Regions from separate parts of the Arachis hypogaea genome. Here region 1 is linked to region 2. The links are chromatin contacts, called in public Hi-C maps. All regions are on one chromosome and are shown on one strand. Each heading gives the region's core, a stretch centred on a gene start, on an enhancer-like site or on the middle of the called end of the contact. The rest is flanking DNA. Distances are from core to core; before and after follow the strand shown. Region 1 holds the start of LOC112801019 (probable galacturonosyltransferase-like 9). Region 2 has its middle 23 kb from the start of LOC112801018.

What was found. A called contact is a pair of places that touch in the nucleus more often than the background predicts.
Region 1: a Hi-C map of leaf shows a contact between it and region 2, with 1.8 times the contacts expected there. The contact joins the promoter of LOC112801019 here to the enhancer-like site in region 2. A contact is called at or near these places in 2 of 8 Hi-C or Micro-C datasets (both in leaf).

Annotation. Positions count from the first base shown.
Region 1 is chr5:26,809,534-26,816,369 of arahy.Tifrunner.gnm2.J5K5, forward strand. It overlaps LOC112801019 (probable galacturonosyltransferase-like 9), which reads left to right and starts at 1,941. Exons shown (of 1, transcript XM_025843517.3): 1 at 1,941-4,117. The coding sequence starts at 2,499. The coding sequence ends at 3,665. It overlaps LOC112801020 (germin-like protein subfamily 1 member 1), which reads right to left. Exons shown (of 1, transcript XM_025843518.3): 1 at 5,920-6,836. The coding sequence ends at 6,238.
Region 2 is chr5:26,758,856-26,765,377 of arahy.Tifrunner.gnm2.J5K5, forward strand. No RefSeq gene overlaps it. Among protein-coding and RNA genes, the nearest start is that of LOC112801018, 23 kb to the left of the region's middle. Within about 2 kb of position 1,291, at least 3 of the 3 cell types and tissues checked have open chromatin away from gene starts, as enhancers often do.

The DNA of each region.
Region 1 (6,836 bases), core at 691-3,190, 51 kb after region 2:
TATAATCCTATTCGGGTACTTTATCCGTGGAGATGTAACTCTCCTATCAAGGACACTTGGAATTCGAATTCCATAAAATAAAAGTTGAAATATGACCCAAAAAAAAAAAAATCTAAGAGCATTTTTTTATGTTAGTTTTAATTTTAATTTTATTTTAAATATTTGTAAAATTATTTATTATAAATAGTAATTTAAAATTAAAAATAAAATTTATTTTTTAATGTTTAATTTTAATTTAGTTAGAATTTTATATTTTTTAATTATTTTATTAATATAATTATATAAATAACAAATTTTATTAATTTTGATGATATTGTATCATTAAGGTGATATCGATTTTATTTTATCAATCAATTCCAATACAGATTTTAATTTTAAATCAATTTATTTTTTAAAAAGATAAAAAATGATACTCTAAAAATATTTCATTAGACATGATTTAAACTAACAAATTGGTATTCAAAAAATTTTTAAATTTATAAAAATAATTTTATAAATATTAAAAATAAAAATAAATTTTTAAAAATGAGTAATTTTGACAAAAATGATTAATTGTTGATTTATAGAATTTTATTAACATATTGAGAATATTTTCTAATATATTGAGATTAATTTTAACAAAAATAATCAAAAGATGCTAAAGACAAAGTACCAATAATTTTTTTTTATATATAATTGTAGAGCAGAAGCATCACCCTAATTGTTACGATTTTGTTAAACATATTGAGAATATTTTTTAAGCCACTAAAACTGAAAAGAAAATATATTTTTTCTTATTTCTAAAAATAAAACCCTATTTTGAGTCTAAATTTGTAAAGAATATTCTTAAGGGAAACCTAATTTTGATTCCGACAATATTAACATGAAAGGACTTTCGATTTGTCAAAACTGAACCTTTTTTGGTACGAGGGGTTTTATAGACTAGTGCATTGCAAGCAGCAGAATAGAATAGTTGCACGTATTTGGCATTCCATTATTGAAATTCAAATACACAAACATGGCCTTACGTAACTAGTGATTGCGTATACACCTGTCCCTCGTGCTCTATACTTGTATCCTCTTCTATGGAAACTTCTAGCCCCTCCCTAACAACAACCAAATTTCCCACCCCTTTTCATTTTTTCTCTACGTATCATAATTCAATTCATACAAATGTATTAATAATATGTTCACCAAAATGTACAATTTTATTAGAAACTTAAATGTAAACCTTCATGAGAACAAAATGTAGTTAAGGAATTACGTATTCAACTCAAAAAACAAAACGCGTTTAAACTTTAAACACAAAAAACGATACAATTTTGGTTTTTCCAAAAATGATTTATTAAAGTTTGTTTTTTGAAAATGGATATTTCAAAGGTATGAAATTATATTTGGTAAATTAATATAAAATTATTTTCCATCACCAGAAACTACAAAAATTGGATTAAGTAAAGTCTTTTAATATTTAGGATAATTTTAATAAAGTGACGACTGAGAATTCTAATTTATATTTTTAATTATTTTTGTAATACTTAAATTGATAAAAAGTTAAATATATATTTTTTGAAAATATAAAAAAATTCAAAAAATATTTAAAAATTAGGAGAATAATCATTTTAATTTTTTTATTTTTTTAAAATTTTAAAAAATAATATATATATATTTAAATTTTTATTTATTTAAGTATCATAAAGATGAATTAAGACTCCTAATAATAAGTCTTATTTTAATAACTTTAAATGTAATATTAAAAAATAAATATAAATAAAATATTTAATACTATGAACAATTATATCAAATTTTTTAATTTTAATAATCATAAATTAACATTCAAATATTACTCCTAATTTTTTAAAACTACAACAAAAATATAAAATTTTAGATAAAAATTTTGATGGAGTCAATTTGATGTAAAATTGATAATAAAAAACCGATAGTAATTTTGTATTCAAATACTTCATCAAATCATGCATAGAGTCCTGTCTTAACAGCTGCATGAGCAGATATATTCCCATTTGATTTCCGTTGTGTAATAATAATGAAGTTAAATTTAAATATGGAAAAAATAAATAAATAGAGAGAAAAGGAAAGAAATACAAAAAGGGGAATAACAAAAAAAGAAAAAAGAAAAAAAGAAAGAAAAGAGTCAGAGACAGATACAGAGTGATGAATGAGGGAAAAGCTGATATAAGTAGCAACACACCAAAATTTCTCTCTCAGAAGGTCCAGCTGCCATTGCCCCACCTCCATCTCCACATCCACCTCCTTCTTTCTTTCTCTCTCTCTCTCTCATGGTACCAGAGAATCCACAAAACCATCAAACCCAAGAACAAGAAACTAAAGAAGCAACACAAGAAAGAAATGCAACATTTCACTCATAAACTTGAACACTCTCCCTCTTTCTTCGCTCGCTCTGCAATGTCGTCTTAAAACACCAACCCATTTATATTCTTTTTCTTTTTTCCCTTCCACACAAGAACCCCCGAAAACGACGGTGTTTTAAACTTTTAAACGACATGATTCCGCTACGGTTAAGCGCCGTCGTTTTGCCCCTCATTGTCTGTATCTTATTACCACCATTCACACTCGGGATCCGTTCCTTCCCGACAGCCACCGCCGCCACCACCACCGTCGCCCTCCACAGCCTTCTTCGCTTCTCCGAAGCTCCTGACTACCGCAACGGCGCCGGATGCCTCGCCACCACAGCCACCACGACCTCCGATGACCCCTCCTTAGTCCACATCGCCATGACACTGGACTCCGGCTACCTGCGGGGTTCCATCGCCGCCGTACACTCAGTCCTCCGGCACTCGTCGTGTCCGGAAAACATCTTCTTCCACTTCATCGCAGCCGAGTTCGACTCAGCGAGTCCACGAATCCTAACTCGGCTGGTTCGATCGACGTTCCCTTCGTTGAACTTCAAGGTTTACATCTTCAGAGAAGACACCGTCATCAACCTAATCTCCTCTTCAATCCGTCAAGCCCTAGAAAACCCTCTCAACTACGCAAGAAACTATCTCGGCGACATGCTCGACTCTTCAATCTCCAGAGTCATCTACCTTGACTCCGATATCGTCGTCGTCGACGACATCCACAAGCTCTGGAACGTAACCCTAACGGAGAATCGAGTGATCGGAGCGCCGGAATATTGCCACGCGAATTTCACCAAGTACTTCACCGATGAGTTCTGGTTGGATCCGTTGCTATCTCGAGTGTTCGGTCACAGAAAACCGTGCTATTTCAACACCGGAGTTATGGTGATGGATTTGGTGCGGTGGAGGGAAGGGAACTACAGGAAGAGGATCGAGAACTGGATGGAGTTGCAGAGGAAAAAGAGGATTTACGAGCTTGGATCGTTGCCGCCGTTTCTACTTGTATTTGCGGGTAATGTTGAAGCCATTGATCATCGTTGGAACCAGCACGGGCTTGGTGGTGACAATGTCAATGGAGTTTGTAGGTCTCTGCATCCTGGTCCGGTGAGTTTGTTGCATTGGAGTGGGAAAGGGAAACCATGGGTGAGGCTTGATGAGAAGAAACCGTGTCCGTTGGATCGTCTTTGGGAGCCGTACGATCTGTTCAAGCCGCAGCTTGTTAATGGCGGTGGCAGAGGTGGAATAACAAGAGAACAGCCTTGGAGCTTCTCTTCTTCTATATTGGTTGGTTATTCTCATGATTTGTTATGATATCATTCTTTTTCTTTGATGCATTTTGTTTCTTGTTCAGAGATTATTCTATTCTTTGGGTAGAAAGAAATTACTATTGTACAGATTGGTTTAGAAGATGAAAACATGGATGTTGATGTTGATGTTGATGGTGATGATGATCGGGTTTGGGACTTTGGGGAGAACACAAGTGAAAAGAAGAGAAGAAAAGATTATTACTGTTAATTCTTTCTGTAGAATTTTTTTTTGTTTTTCAATTTTGTTGTATTTTTAATTCTTGTGGTTATTTTTTTGTTACATAATGAAAACAGGTTCGATTCTTTTTCAGTTTGTGATGGGAGGGGGTTCCTTCTTGGAACAAATTTTGGTGGGTGGGATCAGTTTCTTTTGTCTAAGGGACCATTATTGAATTGAATTCTATGTGCCTAAAATCAAATTGCAGAATAATAGACAGTTGTTCTTCATTGTTTTTATTTGGATTTTGGATTCCAATTTCTTTCATGTTTTTGTTTGCTTTTTCCACCTACAACCATTATGAATTTAATTATGAAAGCTCCCTGTTTTGGTTTATACATGATATGATATTATATTATTTGATCACCCAAAAGTGGACTTTTTAGTTTTTATCTTATCTATCTATCTATCTATCTATGCTTAACTCAATAAATATAACCATGAAAATCAGAATTTGTGTTAATCTGATAAAGTAATACTAGACGTTATAATTAATTTTAACTCATAATTTAATTAATTAACTATATAAATTATCCGAATGGTTCCCAGAATGTGATTTATTCATATTATCAAAATGATTTTCCTCTTATGCATGTTTGTGCCTGGGTTTATAGAGGAAGAAGAAAAAAAAGGGGGGAAATGACAAAAAAAAAGGTGATTGTGATTTGTGAACTGTGATGAGTGATGACACATTGCTAGTTATCAGGTTAATGATTGAAGTGATCACGGATTCACTATGATTTAAAGCCAAGGCAAAACAATAAAGTGAAAAAAGAAAAGAAAAATATGTAATGTAGCCATCTATCAATGTTTATTGGTGCTCTCAATCACAAATCACAATAGTTCCCTCTGCCTCTAGGAAACTCTAAAAACACCTCCGTGCTGTTTAATTTTCATTTGTCACACCTAATAACGAAACATGTCTGATATATGCATAAGTCTCGTGTTAACAGAAAGGTATAGTTAGCAAAAAATGTTAAATCATTGCGAATTTCATATCTTGACTTAAAGCAATTTTCTTCAACACGCGTCCTCTCTTGAAGCATGCTCATCAAGAAAATTCTATTTATCTTTATGCAATTCGTATAAGGATGGCAAGTTTGGAACAATAATAGTAATAGTTTTTTCTAATTAATGCTTTAGCTTACCATATGGATTATGCAATTCTGATTCTTAATTTTAAAAATTTTCCTTTTTTCACTTTTTCCTATATATATATATATATATATATATTATTCGTGTACCGCTGCCAGCTGTTCCAATGAGAAGTCATGGCTTCTTGTTCTGGCTTACAAAAGTTGACCACATGAAATGCTACCGTTTTCATGTCAGTTTTCAATTGAATTTTCGCATTCTTGTTTATGGAATTAGAATTTATAGAATAAATACTATTTAAGATTCCCAGTACCAAACATGCTGCCATTGCACTATTTCCTATCTTATTTTATTTTTTGAACCACTATGTCCACATAATATAGAGAGGGTTAAATTTTCCACAAGACAAAAGATACTATCATACAAATTATTATTCAATTTTTGTATCATTCCTAACACGAAAGTTCCTGCTCATTAAGTTATCTATTAAACAAGATTAATTTGCATGCACATATTTTTTTTTTTATTTGTAACGGCTAAAACCCTCATGCATATACATTATTATTATTTAACTTAATTACCTATTGGCTATTATCATAAAAGTAGCATAAAAATAATTTTCTGATGTGTAGCAATACTCAGTTCCAAAAAAAGGCAAGTATACTAAAAATAAATAGCAAACACAATCATAGCATATTTTGATACCAAATTAAAAATAGCAACAACCCAATAAAAAGACTGGGAAGAAATGGACAAAGACACTAATTCACTCTACTCAATAATAATATTAAACACAAGACTCTGATCAACCACCTGATTTTACTTTGAGTAATGTAACATGACAGTTTGTATGTCTCTTTATCTCTTCGTTTTAAATATGCAAATCTAACATCATCATCCCACCTTCTCCCTAGGATCCCATCTACCCTATGGTTGCAAACGTTGATTTAATCTTATTTCAAATAAAATTTTATCCATGTAATAATACTAATGATTAATAGTTTTGTCTCTATTAAATTTTCTTATTTCTTCGTTCCAAATATTTTCAAAAGTGAGTAAAAGGCTGTAAAACTGGTTACTCACCTTTAAAAATATTAGGATCAAAATAAAAAAAATTACAATGACTAAAACCACAAAGTACAGGTTTTACTGGAACAAAAAATTTATTTAACACGTAGGGATTTAGCAATAACAAAATAGGAAATAATATTGGTAAGCATGATTGAATTATCCTGCAGCAAACATCATGAACACTCACAATGAATCACCCTTCAAGTTTCTGACGTATTATTTCTACTTCTTGTGCACTAATCTGAAATGCCTTGGCAAGAATTGCATTAAGAATTGGAGGCTTGCTAGCAAATGTTGCAACGGATGCAACTTGTGCACCAGGGTTCTGGCTATTGAGACCAGACAAAGCAAGAACCGGTTCCTTAGAATCTCTATTGTAAAGGAAATGAATCAGGCCCTTTGGGAACACAAATGACTCACCGGGCCTTAGGTTTTGAGTGAATACACGGCCAGATGTGTCTATAAAGCCCACTAGAAGCTGGCCCTTTAGGCAAGTTGTGACTTCCGAGGCCCGCGGGTGCGAGTGAGGTGGAATAACCCCGTCGGCCTCAATGTCGACCCGGACCAACACAAGGCCCAATGTGTTGAGCCCGGGAAGGTTTACTGTGTTGGTGGGGGTAACTGCAAAGCCAAATGTGTTGCTTGTGTTACCTGGTTTGGATAATGCTGACGTGGCAAAATGGGATGCCGAAACTTCTTTAGGGTTAATACAAGGAACCCCATTGATGAAAAAATTGTTATTGTTATTGGCAACACAATAATCTTGAAGTGGATCAGGATCTGATTTACATT
Region 2 (6,522 bases), core at 41-2,540:
CTCAACAATTAAGTCAATTTATGGCTTATCCAACTCATACTCACTATCGTGCTACCATCAGAGAGCTCAGTTACTTAAAGAACAGCCCAGAACGGGGTCTTTTCTTTTCCAGAACTTCTGCTCTATAATTATCTAGTTTCAGTGATTCTGATTGGGCTAGTTGTCCAGACACAAGATGCTCACTAACTAGTTTCTGTTTCTTCTTGGGCAATTCACTAATTTACTGGAAAACTAAGAAGCCATTCAAGGTAGCTCGTTCGTCGATCGAAGCTGAATATCGTGCTCTTGCCAACACTACTTGTGAACTCCAGTGGATCCTGAATTTGCTTAAAATTCTGAATGTATCATGTTGCCGAACTCCAATGCTATATTGTGATAATCAAAGTGCACTCCACATTGCAGCGAATCCTGTTTTTCATGAACGAACCAAGCACCTTGAAGTCAATTATCACCTAGTCTATTAGAAGGCTCATGCCGGTGTCATGAAACTTCTTCCCGTCTCTTCGTCCAATCAACTCATTGATATTTTCACTAAACCTTTCTCCTCATCCGTTTTACAAAACTTGTTCAAGTTGGGAATTCTCGATATATATCATCCTGTAGCTTGCAGGGACATATTTGAGCATAATAAATAATAAGTCCAACACTTAAAAAATACAAAATTCCAAACAATATAATTTTTTTTTCATTCTGTTATTTCTTGTCTTTTTTCTTGGTACCAATATTTTTTTAAAAGATGATGATTCACAATTTTTGTTAGTTATTTTTTTTATAGAATGTAAATATCCTTATAGAATTCTGATGAACTGTGCACTATGTGCTATGTGTATATATATAATGACTCAATCATTAGAAAATCAAGCAATACAAAATATAATCTTTTACATTCTAGTTTTATTTGCTGTAAGTCTCGTTAGGTGAGTAAAACATATGAGAGAAAAGTCTTATATGGTGTAAGATTTCATTTTACAAGATCAACTTTAAAGGACTTATTTTTGATAATTTGTTATGTTAATAAAAGGTTGGATTTTATTGTTGTGACAATATTTGATTATTTTATTATGAAAAATTTAATTATCATTTTGTAAAAAATATAATTATTTTAATAGTTAATTATTATATAAAATAAAATGTAAAAATATACATGAATACACTAATATAATGTGCTGATTTTTAATATCTATATAACATTGTTTAATAATAAGATCTATTATAATCTTTTGGATTAGTATTTTTCTTAGGTGGGTACCCATTCGTCCGAAGCACGGCCCACCAGTGAAGAAAGAAACGGTGAAAAAAAATGAAAAATAAGGAAAAAAAAAAGAAAAAGAAAAAGAAGAGATAGGTCCACGTGCGTAGCACATTATGAAAATTTTGCATTAATTTAATTTCCCATGTACGTGGCAAAATCTTATTTGAAAACTCAGATGATGACAAAAATCACCGTCGATGACAAAGGATGCACCGTTGCCTATGTGTACCAACAATCAGGGTATCCAATGCCCTCTCCGTATACGCATTTGTACATGTGACATAAAAAGTTAAAATTGTATAATTACAGTAATATTTTGAACAATTACTGTTTAATAAAATTTATACAAAACGATAATTTCCCAACGTAATAATTGAGAGCTGTGTCGGAAAAAATAGTAATTGTTAGACCTTTACAGATCTTAAAAAATTTGATAGTAAAATAATATATATAACACGATAATAAAATAATTGTTATAATAATTTAATGTAATAAAATCTAATTTAATAATATGTTAAAAATAAATAAATATTATTATTATGTATTGCTAACAAAATTTTTAAGTTCTAATGAAAACACTTGTCCTACAATAGTATAAATGGATCCGTCTCCAAATATATATATATTGGTATTCATGGAAAAAAAATTTGTCCCTCGTAATGTGTCCGTAACTTTGTTTAATGGCCACGTTAAACATAATATTAAAATGTTGTATTCCCTGACAATTCAACTCACACGTGCAGTTAAAAAGGTCACAGTTTTCAACCCTTTATCTTGTTTGTAGAGTGGGTGAGAGACATTGTTCTGTTTATGTTAAGGGCTTATTGTGGAAGGAAGTGATTCACATTTTCTTGAATTGAACTGCAAGATCACTCTCTACTATAGCTTTGGCTTTTTAACACCTCTGCCTTATTTTATAAGATACAATTCAGTGATTGCCAAACATGGCATTGAAAGAATAAACTTATCTTAATCATTATTGCCATTATTTAACAACAACTTGCAATCCCAATTTAGAACTTATAATAAATAATTATTTGCCTCAATTTATTTATTGATATATTATTGTTAGTATATACAACTTTCGCTTTTTTCCACTTGTTCATCTTATTCTATAGCTTGAGAACAGCTAGCAATCTAGCTAGCTTGTGCCTTCATTTTATGTTATTATTTTTTTGGATTTTGCTAATTTGTGTTCTAAGGATATAGATTAGGTATATTATAAACGAAAATATTTTATAAAAATTATTATTACAAAAATTAATTTTTTATGTTTTTAATGCATTGAATATATTAAAAATATTTAAAAAATTTTATTATTAAATTTTTAAAATGTATTTTTAAAGTATAAGTTAGTTAAATCTTATTATTTTTATTTTTTTGTGCATTAAAACTTGAAACCTTCACGGGCCTATTAAATGTTTAATTTGGGAACAGCTCTCAATTCTGATGGATTCTGACAGAATTATTGTTAATTTTGTTACAGAGCTTTGGATTCATATTGTACCTGATAGCTTGCACCATTGTATATGTAGAAGTTATTATTAACTGAAATTAAATAAAAATTTGTTTATGAAAAATTTAGTTAAATTGTGCTCTACTTTAAAAATATAATAATATTTTAAATTTTTTAACATATATAATATAATAAAAATATAAAAATTTATTTTTTATAATAATTTTTATTCAAAGTTTTAAAATATATTCTTATAAAATATTTTGGTGAGATTTTTTTATTAATATTTTTTTAATTTTAATGGTTAATTTTTTTATTGAGAATTAAATATATGGATAGATATAAAAAATGAGAGTCACAGGGGTGGAGTCTCTCATGTCTCAAGAGAGACAATGCTTCTCTCCTAAATTTTAATTTGTTTGTGTGTAAATTATGTATATATTTTAGTTTAATTTTTTTAATTTTTATTTTTTTATATTAAAAATTAAAAGTTAGGCTCTCTCTAATTTTATGTAGTTTCGTTTCTGAGAGTCATATAAATGCTCGCCGTTTTGGAGTTGAAATAGTCGAAACTAGAAAATTCTGTTACCCAACAGTGCTATCAGCCTATATCCTATCCTTCCGATCTCTTTTCTTCCTGTGCCACCAAGGTTGCTCAATATCAAACTTTTTAACTCGGACAACGAACTTATGCGTTGAATACGCAACAGTAACGGATAGCTGTTTCGCATACGACAATTAGAGTACACACAGACGACCACATATTCATTATTACTGGATATTTTTTACTACATTTTTTAAGAAAAACGGGAGAAAAGAAGATATAAAATGTATGTGAAAAATGTCAAGGGTTGCACATCCTTTTATAGAATTGAAAATCTGTCTTACTCTTTCTCGTTTATACTGTAAATCATAGTTCTGAAAACCGAACTGAATTGGCTGGTTCAACTGAATTAATCGAGAATCGGTCATTAGGCTGGTTTGGTTAGCCCTATAAACTGGTCAGAGAACCAGTTGAACCGAGGGTTAACCAGTGAGTCGCTAGAACCAATCGGTTTTTTTAACGGATTTTCGGTTCGATACCCTATCCAAACGACGTCGTTTATACTTTATAAAAAAAAAAACCTAAATGTACCCAAGACCCCCAACCCACTCCCACTCCCACCCCTCTCGGCCTCTCCTCTCTGAAACTGAAGGATGTTTGAGATTGAAAGAAGAAGAAAAACCCTAGCCATCGCAGCCACCCACAGGCACCCAGCCTGTAGCCACTGCAGCTCCCACAGCTCTGCATCGTTTGTCATCACCGAACTCTTCTCTCTCGTCTCTCTCTTCATCGCCCTCTTTTTGTCTCTATCGCTGCTTCGCTGCTCCTTGCAGTGGGTCGTTGTCACCGCTTCTATGTTCCTCACCGTGGGTCGTCGTCGTCGCCGCTTCTTCACTCCTCGTCGTGGGTCGACGCTGCTTCTCCTTTCCTCTCCTGCGTCGTTTCTGCTTCTCCCCTCCTTGTCGTTTCTACTTCTCCCTTCCTCGTCGGTGTCATTTTTGCGTCTTTACTTCTCTTTTACGTGTGGTGTCTCACAGTTCATCTCCATGGCCAAATTTTTTAAATTTTCAATGCTCAGGTCTCAAGTATCAGACTAACTCTCTCTGACTCTATGACTCTATTCTTCTAAAGTTTGAAATTTATTCTAAATATGCATATGATGTATTATTGATAATTCTGAGTTTTGAGATATTAATTTTTGGAATTTTTATTTGATGATTCTGAAATTATTGATGATTCTGAAATTTGATGAATTCTGTCGTTGATGAGTTATAAATTCAATTGTTTAATTTATTAATTCTGCTGAGATTATTTTTTAAATTCAATCTGTTGTACTTGTTATTTTGGTGAATTATTGTTTTGCTGTTATTGATTCAAAATAGAAACATTACCACGATTCTACATTGAGTTGTTTATGCTGATTTTTTCTTATTTTGGATTGATAACTCTGGTTGCTGATTTTTTGATTTTGAATTGTTGATGGTCATATGGTGCATGCTTCATTACATTGTTGCTGGACTGCTGAAATTTCTCTTATTTTGAAATATTTATGATTTGATTCTGCTGCATTGTGTTTATGCTGGAATTTTATTTTATGCTATTTTTTATATTTTTTTATTATTTGTGAATTTTTTATCATAAATTATGTAAAATGTAAAAGTTATCAGCTTAAAAATGATTAAATTCAAATATTTAAAATTATATATTAAATATTTTATAATTTTATCACATATTTAATTAAATCGGTTGAATTTCGATTAAAACTCTAAACCATTGAATCAGTCATTCTATTGGTTCATTAACTGATTTGTTTCTCGCAACCTTGCTGTAAACGAGATAAGGCTGAAGAACGAATTTCAGTAAGAATTTTATAATTATTTATTTCATTAATTAAAATATTTATTTAATTTATTTAAATAAAAAATTCTGCTAATTAATATCCATTAGAACCATTTCTATTTAAGCCGTCTTACTCATATTAAATTTGGATAGCACTTTTTATAACCTTATAAGTCTTGCCTTTATTTTTTAAACTTTTTCATCACATAATCTACCATAGATAATACTATTGATAGAATCGTAGGTAGTAGCCATTATGTATAAAAAAAATAAAAAATAGAAGAGAAACTATGTCTAAATTATAAATCCTCTAAATGATAAATAATTGTAAAACATCACTATTACTAAGCATACCACACAAGCTAATTGTACATGGCAATAATTAGACAATATTTTTAATAGAGATACTTGATATAATTAGGTAAAAATTATGCCATTATCTTTTATTAACATTTATGATTAATTCAATAAAAATACTTGCTCAGTATATATATATTATCTAAATAGTTAAAGAAGAGAAAAAAGATATAATACTAAATAAATAAATAATTATCAAAAATATAGAGTACAAATTTCGTATACTCTAAAAAATGATATAATCTCCTACGTATTCATTATATAAAATAAGTAAGTTAAAATAATATTATTTGTTTAAAATAATTTTACATAGTTGATTAAAATAATTGTCATATCAAAAATAATATTTATTATTTGTAGTTTTTTCAACTTAATTATTTTTTTTCTTAGTTATACTGAGAGCAAATAAAAATAAAAATAAAATAAACTTAAAAATTAAAAAAAAAATATATTAAAAAATTAAAAAATAACATATCCAAAAAGAATAGTTGTAATATATAAATTGAGGTAACAATTTAAATCTAAATTTATATAAAACTAATTTAATCAAATACTAATATTAGAACTAAATTACTTAAATAATATTTAATCTATTTTAGTCCTTAGACACATATAGAGTAGAGTTATTCTCGTAACGAGAACCAACTGAAACACCATCATAAGTTCGAATATTTAGAATTCGTGCAAATTTAGACCATTCCCTTATTAAATAAGATTCATCATCCGCTATCCATGCAATGTGGTAAGGTATAGAATTGTCACACTGATAAACTAAACTAATATTTATTCCCCTCAATGGCCATTATATTGATACAAAAGAAGGTGGTAATTTCTGAAAAAAAATCACAATATGTTATAAAATTATTTTAATTACGAAAACCTTAAAATAAAAAACTTTGAATATATTACCAATCGTTGAAATTACATCTCCGAGTTTGACATGAATTTACCAAAATTGAACTTAAATTAAGAAAAGTCAATCTCATTATGTGCTCCACTTTGAAAATTTTCGGGCAGACGTAGAAAGCATGGAGGAGATAGAACTTGAACTTGGCCTACAGAGCTCCGTGGAAA